Regions from separate parts of the Sus scrofa genome. Here region 2 is linked to region 1. The links are chromatin contacts, called in public Hi-C maps. All regions are on one chromosome and are shown on one strand. Each heading gives the region's core, a stretch centred on a gene start, on an enhancer-like site or on the middle of the called end of the contact. The rest is flanking DNA. Distances are from core to core; before and after follow the strand shown.

Region 1 (2,812 bases), core at 102-2,601:
GTATTACAGGGACCCATCAACATGGGGTGGTTGGAAGGATTTCTCTGAGTCACCTGGACACGGCCTCAAATGCACAGGAAAAGGAGCACCTGCTAAGAAAGCCCAGCAACATACCAGTCTGAATGTAAGCAATCAGAAATGGGTTTTCTCTTTTTGATCAAAGGAAACACACAGATAAAATGGCGGCATTTTGTGAGTACATCATCAGGTGTAATGAAGGATGATGGAGGCCAGAATCCAAATATTCAAATATCACAGAAAACTAGTACACATGTATTTACCTTCTTGGCCAGAGACTCAGACTATGTGTCTGGATTTAAAGTAATAAAAAGAGTGTGCGGGTTATTTAAGGCTGTAGGGCCAAACAGACCTGAGTTCGAATTCTAGTTCTGCTATTTACAAACTATTAGAAAAGAATATTTTGAACTCAAGCTTCATGATTGGTAAGTTGATCCTTCATATCAAGCTCCCATACCAAGGATCAAACCCTCGCCATAGCAGCAACCCAAGCTGCTGAAGTGACAATGCCAGATACTTAACTTGCTGTGGCACAAGGGAACTCCTGTTGTACCTCATTTATCAGTTGTGAGAGGAAAACAATATCCATAAAGATACATCACTGAAAAAAATAAGAGTTCCCTTTTTTTGGAAACATATATATCACTGTTTCTATTCCTGGAAGTACTTATTTAACTACTATTTATGTTATTGTGGTCACACATATATATGGTTTCTAGATTGAACAAAAGTTAAAAAAAAAAACAAGATTCCCAGTTAAATTTTAATTTCACATAAGTAATGAATAATCTCTTGGCATAAATATGCCCCATGTAATATTTGGCCTATACTTATTCTTTAAAAAAATCCATTATTTTTCTGAAATTCAAGTTTATCTGGGCATCCTATATTTTAATGGCAACCCAATTCATACATTATGCGACTAAGAAACCTCATTTATCTGTGACTTAGTTAACACCTTACTGGTAAATAAGAGATCAAAGTTAGTCAAACTAAATGGACACATTAAAATTTCTTTTTATTTATCTTACTTAAATATTCCTTAAATCTTGACTCAGTATCTATGTACTTTAATTTCAGATCTAAAAATTTCACATTCTGATTAAGAGATGCTTGTCTTGGTGAGTTGTATCTATAAAAAAGATCAGAGTCTATTGTGGAAAAGCTCCAGGCCTTCCAAAGGAGCATTAGCACAAACTGCAGGCTACAAGAAGTACTCCCAGTCAGGCCTGTCTGCCCCATGCCTCTGTGCTTTATCTTCTGCTTGGCTCCTGTCAGCTTGTGACCCCAGACTGAGTCGTGGACTTTGGCTTTCCCATGGGTATCTCTGTGCTACCCTAATATCTGGCCCCAGTCACGTCCCTGATTCTGTTTCAACTGCATGCACTGTGCTTTGGAAGGTTGTCCATGTTTTGTCAGCATGTCCACCCCTGTTTTGTTCCTGGCTTGACTTTGCACCCTCATCTCAGTGCCAATATCTTGCACAAGCCCATTCTGCTATGTTACCAATACAGGAACTGTTTGCCAAACCCCAGCAGATTAGACTCTACAGAGGAGTGGAAGAGCCAGATATAACAGGAACACTGATAGCAGGGAGAAATGATGGTTAGCCACCTGACAGCAGTGATAGGCTAGAATAACAGTGTAGCATTGGTTGAAAACTTACTGCCTGCCAGTCATGGTGTCAGATGCTTAGCTACACTGTCTCCTTTCATCCTCTTCAAAGCAGGCAATACTATGCCCATTTTACAGATGAAGAAAGTGAGATCACACTGCAGGTATGTATCAGAGCTGGAAATGAATACATCTCTCTAACTCTGCAAACCAGAGGCTTTCTACAACAAAAGCATATGTGCTCAGTAAAAGAGGGCATAGAAAAGAAAAATGCAGGTGTCATGAACCCAAAAAGCATTATAGTCTTGGGCCACTGAATACAGGTACAAATGGTGACTGTTTGTGCCTATATTCAGTGTCTAAAGAGAACAATATTACAATGTATATGTCACACACACTTATATGCATTGTAGTATTGTGATCTTAAGCCCAGATGACCCCACCATTGTTATAACACAGGTCAACTCAATATTTAATTTTAGAGGGTAAAAGTCACCACAAAGACTTAAACTATTCAGAGAAACAATGCAGGGAGGTGATGAGACGAGTTTGGGAGAGGGGTGGTCAGAATACCTGTTTTAATCCTGGCTTCATTCCTTCTTACTAGTTATGAGAACTTGACCAACTTCCCTGGCTTCTTTAAACCTTTACCATCTTTGGTAAAATAATGGTAAACGTATTACCTCATAGGTTGGGAGTGGGAATTACATGACCATGCAAGGGGTATGCTTAGTTCAGTGAAAGACAAATCATGATCACCAAAAAATGTTAGCTTAAAACAACAGTAGGAAATACACAATATGTTTTATATTTTTGTCCAAAAGAGAAAAAAAAAAAAAAAAAAAAAAGGAAAGCTGTTTTTAAAGAGGTATCCTTAGCTAACTGGAAGAGTCAGTTCTTCTGAATAATTCATGTCCTAAGGCCCCCTAAACACAGCTGTATACAGGTGACCCTTAAATAATACAGGGGTTACAAGCCCCCACCCATAGCCAAGTTGAAAATTTTACTTATATGGTTGACCTCAGTATATGCGTTTCCTCTGTATTTCAGGTTCCACATCTGGGGATACAGACAAACTTGTATCATGTAATAGCATAGTATTTGCTATTGAAAAAAAAAACCTGTATAAAAGTGGACCTGCGCAGTTCAGGCCGTTAAAGAATCAACTGTGCATGTTTGT
Region 2 (2,812 bases), core at 197-2,696, 110 kb after region 1:
CTATCAATGAAGATATCAGTGCTGATATGTCCAAGAAGTTTTTAGCATTATGACAGTGTACCTATATTTCCCAAGCAATTAAAGAAAGAAAATTAATATACCTAGGCATTTATCATCCTTCATTGAATTGATGATTCTTTGGTGACTTTAATTATAAGTGAAATTAATGCATACAGAGTATAACAGTAAAGTCCTTTATTTATTTGCTGGTTTGCAAAGGGCTTCATCTCATAGCTAGAATATTTTTCTCATTGAAAAATGAGTAAAATAGATTCTTTATCCTAAATTATCTCCTCAGATAGGCCCAAATTATTCAATAATTCTTTAGTACTCACAGCTGGGCATTTTCTATCTGCTCTGATTCTTACCACTGGCCAAACCTTCTTGGATAGTTAGCAATTTACCATGTGAATGAGTGGACATCTCTGTAAGAAAAAATATATATAGGTCAAGTGACAATAATTAGCTAAATTTTTATAAAGGGACAAAATTGTTATTTTTTTAAGATGAAATAACATAATTTTATTTTGCTTTATTGAGTAGCAGGAGGGAGGAGCTGAAATCAATTTGGGCTAAAGGCCAATCGATAGCACTCCAGCACTTTACACATGGCCCAAATCCATTTTATTAATCCCCTCTGGGAGTAAATCCCTAATTCCAAATTAGGTCTCCAAATTCTTTTTAATTCTTCAGTTTCTCCTAGCTCACCTGGGTAGATATTTACCCCAGACTCCTCTTTCCGTTTTTGTTTTCTTTTGCTTTTCATGTGCCATTCTTGTGATGAATATTTGAACATCCATGCAATGCTTACATAACCTTAAGTGCCAAGCTTCTCAGAGAGAGCTGAGGCAGCCAAGCAGAACATATCACGAACAAGGAGGGGGAAGTGCTACTATGATGATTTACCCAGAGGACTCGCCCTACATGAATGTTGCATAAATTAAATTCCATTCATCATCCTGGTTGTCTTTGTCAAAGCTATCTCTGCCTTTTGTAAACAGCAGCAGGGTTCTGTAGCCCTGGAATAGTAGGGAAAGCAGAAGAGAAAGGACAATATATGCACTTCCAGAGGGCATGCCGAAAATCATTTCTTGGTGACATTAGTGAAAAAAGATCATTGCACCAGAGAGACTTGTTCCAGCATGAGGAAACATTTTGCAGGAGAGTGGATGAAAGATGTGATGAACGAAGATGGCATTATTAAAGAGGGGCTCCTGAAATCAACCTATTCATTACAGAGAGTGCTAACTTAAACAGACTCATGTGACAAATTTATCCTTGTCACCATTGTCTTACCCAGCACTTCATCAATCTTACTTCATTCTTAAAATCTTTTCTGTAGAGTGAGCGTATCCTGAATAAAACATTCATGCCATAGCACCAGGTAGCTACCCATAAAAGGAGTCACGTGACTAATTGTTGGCAACAAATATTAGAATGTTCTTGCTGTTTGCCAATCAGGAGCTACCTCTGGGCAATTGATTTCCTTGGGTTCAGTGCAGGTTTATTTGTGTATCTTCAAACTGCGTCATCAGAAACTGTGGGCTCTGGATCTGTAAAAGATTAGCATTCCTGACAGAGAGGCAATCAATAACAGCAGGAAAATTCTGCTGCATGCTTTAGAGGCACAATATCTTGTTGTTTATTCACCATTATTTATGCTTCTCACTTACTGAATTTGTGTTATGAGGAAGAGATTCAACTTGATGAAATAAATACAGCTCTAGATTAAATGCCTAATTTGTGAAGCCCAACTTCTAAAAGCTTCTCTTTTCCTTACTAATTAAGCTTCATTTAATCACAATCTTGGATTACTCCTAATTATAACAGGCTCTTGTAATTAATTTTCTTATTTTTACCACTCAAAAAAATATAAAATAAGGACTAAGTCAAAGGAAAAATTCCCTTCAAGCACCAGTATTTTTATAATGAAAATATTTTAAATTTTAGAAGAGATATTTAAGTCCCAAAGGAGAGTAGCCATAATTGCACACCACTACTAAAAAGTGTCCTCTCAATGCAAAAAAAATAGCACTGACAGGGGAACTCTTGTATTATAAGCACCTGCCATAAGCTGATCTCTGAGCATCAAGCACTACTATTAAGCAGTTTGACACCTACAAAATTCTGAAAACACCTCGAAACAACATGCCCAATACAAAATTCAAGGTCTTCTCCAAATGATTCCTTCCTCTATTTGCTTCATCATCTATCCAGCTCCACCAGCCATGTACAGCATCTTTCTTTTCTCTCATGTGTACACATGCATAGTAAAAATAGCCTCCTAACTGGTTTTCCTGAATTTTCCCTTTCCAGCCTACTATCTAATCTCCACAATACAGCAATACTGATCTTTTCAAAATACAAACCTCAAATCATCCTTTAAATATTTACCCACTGGTATCTTAGGCTCCAAGCCAAGAGGACAGGGACAAGGACTCAGAAGTCAGGATCCAGGACCAAAGGAGCAACAAGTCAAATAAGAATATATATTCAACATGGAAAACAAACTCATGGTTACCAAAATGGACAGTAGTGGGCAGGCGAATGGCAGGGTCAAGGAGGAGATAAACTAGGACCACACTACTCGATATAAAATAGATAAACAACAAAGACCTACTGTATAGCACAAGGAACTCCACTCAACTTCTTGTAATAACCTATAATGGAAAATAACCTGAAAAAGAATGTATGTGTAACTGAATCACTTTGCCATACACTTGAAACTAACACAATATTGTAAATTAACCATGCTTCACTTTAAAACAAAAGAAAATCAGAATTTATAAGTTGAAAGGGAAAACAAAGAAGA

What was found. Hi-C and Micro-C count contacts between places; a contact is called where the count stands out from the background.
Region 2: a Hi-C map of liver shows a contact between it and region 1, with 2.4 times the contacts expected there. The contact joins two enhancer-like sites. A contact is called at or near these places in 1 of 5 promoter capture datasets (liver) and 6 of 47 Hi-C or Micro-C datasets (fetal liver, heart right ventricle, liver and 1 more).

What each region holds. Positions count from the first base shown.
Region 1 is chr5:53,060,365-53,063,176 of Sscrofa11.1, forward strand. No RefSeq gene overlaps it. Among named protein-coding and RNA genes, the nearest start is that of PDE3A, 320 kb to the left of the region's middle. Within about 2 kb of position 1,352, at least 5 of the 83 cell types and tissues checked have an H3K27ac peak or open chromatin away from gene starts, as enhancers often do. A contact at or near this core is called in liver, where this site is marked.
Region 2 is chr5:53,171,530-53,174,341 of Sscrofa11.1, forward strand. No RefSeq gene overlaps it. Among named protein-coding and RNA genes, the nearest start is that of PDE3A, 440 kb to the left of the region's middle. Within about 2 kb of position 1,447, at least 8 of the 83 cell types and tissues checked have an H3K27ac peak or open chromatin away from gene starts, as enhancers often do. A contact at or near this core is called in liver, where this site is marked.